2 separate regions of the Mus musculus genome follow, and region 1 is linked to region 2. Evidence: chromatin contacts called from public promoter capture Hi-C data. All regions are on one chromosome and are shown on one strand. Each heading gives the region's core, a stretch centred on a gene start, on an enhancer-like site or on the middle of the called end of the contact. The rest is flanking DNA. Distances are from core to core; before and after follow the strand shown.

Region 1 (4,197 bases), core at 840-3,339, 250 kb before region 2:
ACAGGCAAGCTGCTAAGCAACATTGCTGGACGCCCCCCAGTGTCCACCAGCTCAGATGTTTGATATGTCTCTGCAAATGAGAACAGAAAGTGGTGAGAGGCAAAACCCAGTCGAATCTTCCCACCATGGGCTCAGCTTTGAAAGAAAAGAGGCATGCTTGGAACTGTGTGTGTGTGTGTGTCTGTGTGTGTGTGTTTGTGTGTCTGTGTGTGTGTGTCTGCTAGTGTCTGTTTTTGTGTGTATGTGTGTGTCTCTCTGTGTGTGCGTGTGTGTTTGTGTCTGTGTATCTGTGTATCTATGTATCTATGTACGTCTCTGTCTGTGTGTGTGTATGTGTATATGTGCATGTCTCTGTGTCTGTGTGTTTGTGTGTGTGTGCGTATAAAATGTTGGATATATGTGCCCTGAACAAGAGAGGAATAAATTAAATGTGGTGTTCCAGAGCTGGAAAGATGGCCTCTACAATTAAAGGAGCTCACTGCTCACGTAGAAGACCCAGTTTCAGTTCCCAGCACTCACACTGTGTCTCGCAACTATTTATAACTAGTTCCAGTGGGTTCTGGTGTCCCCTTCTGATCCTATAGACTAGTCACACATGTGGCAGACATGCACACATGCAGTCAAAACACTCATACACATTAAATAAATGAATAAATAAATCTAAAAAAGAGATGTAAAGGAGACATGCTACCACCTCTTTTTAAAAAGAGACTGTTTTCTATCATTACTTAGTTGCAAGTCGACAGGTCTGTTTGAGAGTTTCAATTCCTTAGGGAGTGAGTGGGCATACTTAGTATATCTTCCCCCACGAGATGTAGGAGCGATGATGTAATGGATTATCATGGTATACACTTGTCATGAGGAACATTTATTGAGGTAAATGTTCAGGCAGATATCAAGAGTCATTGATATCCACCCCTGCTCTTCCTGGTAAAGAACACTGAAAGGATAAAGTACTGCTCTGATTAAGAGATTATAAGGATCTGCTACTGTCCACACTTCTTTTACCTATGTCCACATGGGTACCATTCTCTGGCCGTCCAAATGGAGGCCCCCAACAGCAGCTGACAGAGTTTCCTCCTTCCTCTTTATTCTTCTCCCCTGCACTAAGTTCCAGGTTTCTCACTCCGCAGAGGCTCAATAAGTCTATTCTATGGCATTTCCCGGCCCTGTCATTGCACTAGGTAACAGAGGGCAATTTTTATTGGCAACCCTTGGGCTCTTGGCTCCTCAAGGACGGCCAAGAGGCTCCAACACTAGCACAACAAGTGCTCTGGTATCTGTCAGCGGCAGCAACAGACTCGGCTTAATCCTACCATCTCCCAAGGTCTTGGACAAAGTCAACGGAACAAATGTGTCTGCATTCTGAATGCCCGCACCAAATTAGGTTAATCAGGTGAAGTCCTACTATCAATGGGAGAGAAGTCAGCTTCCAAGTCAGTCACTGCCTCCTCCCCTGCTCTGCTCTTTGTGGTAGACTCTGACTCTTCCAACTCTTGAGTACTGCATTTTAGGAAAGAAACTAATCCTATAATGGTAATGTTCCCAAACAACTTGCTTTTAAACAAACAGGCAGAAGCAGGGGTCACAGCCTGTGCCTGTAAAGCCAACACCGGGGAGTTGAAGCTGAAGGATAATGCATTTGAAGTCAGCCTGGGCAGCAGAGCAAGGCTCTAACTCCAGTGTCTAAGAAACAAATAGACGAAGGGATAAGAACTAGCACTGTTTTGTTAATTGGCTATGTTTGTATCCCCTAGGATGCCAACTGGAGGAGAAAGGAGATGGCTTTCTCAAGTGTCTGATGTCAAGAATACTAACTGGCACATAGCATGTATCTAATAAACACCAAAACACCAGGTGAACTAACTGAGAGATGAGCAATGGTGGAAGGAAGCATTTATTCTAAGATCCTTCTTTTCTTAAAGAAGAGCAACTGATGTCCTGACCCGGAAGCAAAAGACAATAGGAAGTGTTGTTACCATGGCAACCACGGTTCCAAAAATAAATACCCTTTAAAGCTCTCATCAGCTTGGAGGTTGTTGTGGGGGACTAACAGATATCTGAAGATTGTACCCAGGGCCTCGGATCAAAAGGCAGACAGAATACTGCCCCTACTGTTATCCTGCTTGCCAGGCAGCTATCGACACTTACCATCTGACTATACCAAACGTGGTTTCTCTGAGTGAAGCCCACCTTTAAAAGAACTGTATCCCTGGTGTCTGGAGGATACAGACCAAACAAAGGGAACTAACAGACAAGCAAACTAACAGCACAGCTCACATTTCCATAAGTGGCATATGGGGATAATTATTCCGATTCAGAGAGCAGGCTTTGTCTAGAGAATGATTTACATTCGGATTCCATGAAAATCGAATTTCCTGTTTGCTTTCATCATTTCATTATCCTTTATTCCTGAAATCCATATTCACCAAGCTCCAGCTCTGTTCCATGCGAAAGGCTTCTTTGGTGTATAAAGTAAATTGCCTTTAGGGCTCAGACCCCGGGAAAGGACATAATGAGAACAGGTAACCCCACTTCACACAAGATGCTTCAGCCACCCTATAGGGAACACCGGAGTGAAGAAATCCACCCTGGAGGAAGGACTAACTATGCCAGAGGAGACAGTCTTAGTGGTCTAACTGGACAGCGTCATGAGAGAAATCCCAGCCAAAGGAATGTCTACAAAGACTCAGAAGTTAAAGACTGTCTAATTAGATGGCCTGAATGTGACCTTGGGTGGAGACAGAGGTCAGGGAGGGCAACACATGACACAGAAAAGGAAAGAGAGGGAAAGTTCAGCCCATTCTGCTGCTGAGACCAGGTTAAAGGGGAAGGGCTGGGATGGACAAAGTGGAAACCATACGTGATGCTGGTGGTGAGAATTCGGAGCTAAGGAACCTTCTCAGCCAAGGTAAGGAATCTCCTGATGATGAAGGGCAGCAATCCCCAGTGTAAGCATGGAGAACTGGAGAAGTGATGTGGAGAGAAAAGTGACGGGTTCAGAGATGGACAGGCAAGCTGAGAAGATCCCACAGGCAACCCTAGTTAGCTGGTGGGGCTATGAGTCAAAACGTCTATAAAACAGAGGGACTTTTAGATAAAGGGAAGAAACTCATGGCTATAGTTTAACCGTCTGTTTCCCTCAAAGTCTGTGCTAAGTGTATGTGTGTGTGGGGGACAGAGAGAGAAAAAGAGAGAGACAGAGACAGAGACAGAGATGGTGGCAGTATTAGGAGGTGGGGTCTTTGCAAAAAGAAGATCTTGAAGGTTTGGCCTTCTGGGTAAGATTAATGTCATCAAAGCAGGGTATTGTTGCCTCCCCCCCACTTTCACTTCTCTACCTTCTACCGTGTATGGAGGCAGCATTCCTCTAGAGGACAAAGTTCAGAAGGCTAGATCCTGGATTTCTCAGGCTCCAGAACTCTGAGCAAACAAATGTCTCTCTTTATGAATGACCCATCCTCAGATATTCTGTTATAGCCCTATAAAATGAGTTAAGATTGTCATTATGGAAAGAAATCATTAAAGCCAGGAATGAATAAATGGTACCGAAGTTAGTATGCATGCTTGAGAAGGAGAAGTGTGAGACAGAAGAGGGAGAAAGGCGAAGTAGTGAGAAGAAGCCAGAGCCTTACACGGGCCATCCTGCAGTGGCAGATGGGTAGCATAGTCGCTGTGCTCTGAAAATGAGGTTGACATGTAGTTTTCCCAGATCTCACCGACAGATCAAAAATGGCAGCTTATAAATATTCAAAGCAACAGTAGACTACTATTTCCACTTACATTAACCAGAACAGCACACTCCAGGGCCCACAGAACGCCACAAACGCTTTTATTTCATTCATTTTTTTTAAATGAGAAAAATAAAGATACTGTCTGTTCCAATCTCTGCTTTAAGATTTAGCATTTATTTAGTGCACACACACATACACACAAGCTATAACATACACATGGAGGCCAAAGGATAACAGTTGGAGTCAGTTGTCTGCTTCCATTATTTGTAGTCTGGGCACAGAACTTAAGTCACCAGGTTTGGTGGAAAGGGCCTCCCACTAAGCCATCTGAACAGACCCCTTTTACAATCTCACTGAGACTGAGGACATTAAATGACCTGCCCTGGACCACAGAGAGAACCAACCAATCAACAGGACCAAAAATCTCCATTTCATATTGCCCCTGTTGGCCTCTATGCTGGGG
Region 2 (4,336 bases), core at 44-2,543:
CTCGTTGAGAAGAGGGAGAGAGATACAGTGGCCCGCTGCCCCAATCCATCTTCTGTGTTCTGGACTAAGGCTTAAGTAGAACCCAAGTTCATATCTAACAGATTCCCAATCAGGAAGTGGTCTGCCCATCACCTGCTTCTGTCTCTCTAGTAAGTTGGTCTGACAAATTGTAAATTCTTTTCAAGGAAAAAGTTTTCTCTCTGGCTGACCCAGGCATTAGACTCTTCCTTCTCCCAACATGAGATTGGGGGCGGGGGGGGGGGGAGTCCAGCTTATTGGGATTCATTATTTTAATAGTCTGATGGACAGGCTGAAGGATGCAAGTGTCTAGCGCTAACTTCTTTATCCCTGCAAGGCTGGTTACACTTAGCTCGGGCTGTCATGGAACTCACTAAATAGCCCAGGGTGGATGTGAACTCCTGACTATCCTCCCGCCTCAGCTTAAGGCATCACTGTTTCCTTGAACTCTGGATTCCCACTTCTCTAGGAGAGTGGCAGGCTCAGCTCTATGCGGATTTAACAGCACTTGACTATGAATAGCAAATGCAAAGGCCACATGTGAGCCGCAAAGGGTCCAAACAAGGAAGCCTGAAGAACTGTTTTAATAACCCAGTACTGCACAAACTATTTATATGGTGCCCCTAGTGATTTCATACCGACCTAACCAGACCTGGAAGGAGAAGAGAAATAAGAGGCTGGGGGAAACAAGAAGAGAGAGGAAGAAAGGAGGAGACAAGAGCAAGAAAGGGAACAAGATCTGGTGTAGTGATGCGCTCAGCACTAGGTATATCTATGTGAGTTCGAGACCAGCCTAGTCTACATAGACTTCCAGACCAACAAAGAGCTACAGAGTGCGACCCTGTCTACCACCACCCCAGTCATCCTCGGGAGGGGGAGGAGAGAGAGAGAGAGAGAGAGAGAGAGAGAGAGAGAGAGAGAGAGAGAGAGAGGCATAAAGCATTGTGAGAGACAAAAATATACAAAAGAGCAGAGAGATTAGAGAGATCAAGGAGAAAAAAGACAGAATTGAAAAGGCCGCATCCACCGGTTCTTGGCCCAAGTGCTGCGGATTCTCTCCTGCACCGCATCAGTTGGCACCGAGCGCCCCCCTCGATCACCCCGGGCCGCGGCCCTCCCTCCCGGGTGGGAGGTAAAGCAGCCCCAGCAGCTAACCCCAAACGCAGAGAGGGAGGGCGGGAGCGAAGAGAAGGGAGGGCGAGGGGAGGGATGGAGGGAGGGGCTGCGGTAGGAGGCAGCCGTGTGGTTCCAGCTCATTTTTTTTCCTCTTTCTCCAGTCGGTTTTCTTTCCAAACAGGGAAAAGTGTTCCACGAAGCGGTAGCTCCTTGCCGCCTCGCCTTCTCCTCCCTAACCCTGGGCCCGGCCCCCGTCCCGGCGCGAGCTGGTGGAGCCAGGGCTAGAAGCCCTCGGTGCCCCCGGAGCGCAGCGCGCAGGGGACCCGGGCGCGGGGCCAGCGCCCGCACATGGCTGCAGCCCCCCGCGCGCACCCCGAGGCGCCGCGCCCTGCTCACAGAAGGTCCGTCGGCTGGGCTCGGTCGCCCTGCAGCCAGGCTGCGCTGAGCCGGGAAGTGCCCGTGTCCGGAGATCGGGATGTCCCTCTTCTTCCTCTGGCTAGGTGAGTGCCTTGGGGAGGGCGGGAGTTTGGATGGCCCTGGGGAAACGCCACCCTGCGTTTGGGTGGAGACCCGCCCTCAGCACCGTGGTCCCCGCAGTCCCGGAGTGCGGCAACCACTCGGTCTCTGCCTCCGCGCCACCGAGGGGCGCATCTGGCAGCCGAGGACCGCCCAGTCGGCCATCGAAATGTCTCACACATCTGGGCCCTCCAGCCAGCTACGGGGTGGGGGCGTTTCCTGGTGGAGTTTGGCGGAGAACCGTTTCGTGGAGAGGGTACTTTTCAAGCGCGTGGTTTGGTTTCAGGAGTACCAGGGGAAAGTGGAGAGCTGGGGAGGGAAGGTTCATCCAGGGTTTTCTGTGCCAGGTTTTGAGGGTGGGGGGAGCTTTTTGTTTCAAACAGGCGCCTCTGAGCGCTCAGATTAGAAACAGATGTGTTGAAGGGGAAGAGGGAGGGAGAGGGAGGAGAGAAGGAAGAAGAGAAGGGTATAGAGGGAAACAGGGCAGGGTGAAAGAAGCACCAAAAAGCCAGGTGACCCCAGAAGATGCAGGCTGAACGCGACCCAGGGAAGGAGAGAAAGAAAGAGCCAGAGAAGCAGAGAGAACGGAGGACAGGAATGTGAAGACAAGCCTGAGAGAAGGGAGCCTGGAGTCCTTGAAACCAATGCAGCAAAGGAGGCAACAGAGGGAAAAGCATATTCTGCCCCTCCTGAACCTGGCTCCGGGGCAGAAAGAGCCCTTCTGGGTGGTCCTCATTTAGGACCAGGCGGGTCTCCTGAGGCTGGGATGGGGGTGTGGAGGGGTGCCCTAAGACACAGGCTGGCTGACATTCCTGGGCTGGACCTGGCAGCTTTGTGGGCCAGGGCACAGAAGGGGTACATGGAAAGAGCTGGAGGAGGTTTGTGAACCTGTGAGGGACCAGGCCCTTGGAAGGCAGCAAGACAACTGAACAAAGTCCAAGTGTGTGTGTGAAGAAGCAGGGCTCTTGTCCACCTGGAGTCAAACCCCAAAGTTAGCAGGCATTCAGAGTAGGGTAGGCGTGGTTGCCCCCTGAGGCTGGCAGAGAAGTAACCAGCGGATCCCGAACTGACTGGCCAGGTGACTCTGGGCAGCTCCCTATGTAGAGCTTTGTTTGCTTAGCTCCCCCCCCCCCAAAAATGAGACCGTTTTTCGGGCATTTCCAGGCCTGAGAGCCAGTATCTCCATGAATTAGATGGAGGCTGGAACCCAGAAAAACCAGCAGAGGTGAAGGAGAATTGAAAAGCCACTTGGCATAGTGACTACAGCTTGTAGACAGTCGCTGAAAACTTACACATTGGTTGGCATGCCCGTGTGCCGCCCCCAGGCTGATAGCTGCTAAGGCATAGAAAGAGAGAGAGAGAGCTACAGCCCAAGGAGAGAAGGGGAGGGGCTCTTTTCCAAGCTCTTTGAGATATTGGCCAATTGTTGCAGCACAACTGGCATAGCTAGATGGCACCTTTGTCAGCCTCCCAGAGGCACCTCTAAGCTACCAATACTCAGATGTGTAGTAGAATCAAACTCAGAACTACCTTATTGGAGCCAACTAGCCTCTGAGTCCTTTTTATACTGAGTACTTTCATGTGAATGAGTTCATTAACGCCTCTGCTCTTCGAGTCAGCCCTACTGGATACCCGGTAGGCCTAAACTCATATTGCACATGAAGAAAGCAAGGTGTACAGAAGTCAGGTAACTTCAACAAAGCCACAAGCTCACGATGAACAGATGTGGGATTTGAAGGTAGACTGCACATGGTGTGCCATGAAAAATGAACAGTGACTTTAGTTCAAGTGGTTGGAGTCAGCTGGTAGGTAGGCCTGGATGTGACCCTTGATGGCAGCCATTCTCTCAGTTTATGAGAAAGGGTCTGACTGAGGCAGAGATCAGAGGACATACTTATTCACTGTTTCTTCTTTATTTGCTTTTTAATTCCACTTTTAGATGTACTTACTTTCCATGTGTGAGTGTTTTGCCTGCTTGTGTATATGTGTACCGTGCATGTGCCTGAAGCTCCTGGAGGCTAAGGAGGGCATCAGATCCTCCAAAAAATGGAGTTATGAATGGTTTGTAGTTTGGAGGTATGGATGTGTGCAAGGAACCGAGCCCAGTCCTCTGCAAAGAGCAACAAGTGAGCTATCTCTCCAGCCCTTGTTTCTTCTTCATTAAGTGCTTGCTAGGTGTAATCACTTCCTTGATAAGGAAAGTAAGCAGCTGGATTAATTCCCCACATGCTTGCTTTCTTGGGCACTCTCACAACTAAAGACTGGGAGGAGAGAAAGAATGACTGGCCGTGAATTCACATCACTGAACCTCCCTCCACACCTCCTCTTAAGCTTTTACCTCAGCTGGCTATTAGCAGATTCAAGTCTGTGATGTCCTGGGTCTAAGTTGCTTCAACTATTCAAGTCAGAGACAGGCATCAAAAAGGAGCAATTTTCAGGACCCCAGCCCCCCCCCATACACACACACACACACACACACACACACACACACACACACTGCAAATGACAGTCTGCCTTGGATCAGGAGCACACAAGGAAAGCAGCTATGCTGGCTAGATCAACTTCTCTGCAAAATGGCTTTGAGCATTGGTGCATTGAAGACCCTTCAGCAACATCAAATTAAAATCTGGATTTGCCTAAAAAAAAAAAACATAAACAAACAAAAAAACCAAAACAAAGTAAAAAC

What was found. Promoter capture Hi-C pulls out the DNA fragments that hold promoters and counts their contacts.
Region 1: a contact with region 2 is called in a promoter capture Hi-C map of cranial neural crest. The contact joins the enhancer-like site here to the promoter of Clmp in region 2. A contact is called at or near these places in 4 of 39 promoter capture datasets (the 3T3-L1 cell line, the C10 cell line, cranial neural crest and 1 more) and 2 of 115 datasets of contacts at active chromatin or transcription factors (craniofacial prominence and forebrain).

What each region holds. Positions count from the first base shown.
Region 1 is chr9:40,436,797-40,440,993 of GRCm38.p6, forward strand. All of the region lies in intron 1 of Gramd1b (GRAM domain containing 1B), which reads right to left. Gm51668 (a long non-coding RNA gene) reads left to right here. Exons shown (of 3, transcript XR_003948127.1): 3 at 1,758-4,197. Among named protein-coding and RNA genes, the nearest start is that of Gramd1b, 17 kb to the right of the region's middle. Within about 2 kb of position 2,090, at least 27 of the 459 cell types and tissues checked have an H3K27ac peak or open chromatin away from gene starts, as enhancers often do.
Region 2 is chr9:40,684,726-40,689,061 of GRCm38.p6, forward strand. Clmp (CXADR-like membrane protein) reads left to right here and starts at 1,294. Exons shown (of 7, transcript NM_133733.5): 1 at 1,294-1,634. The coding sequence starts at 1,610.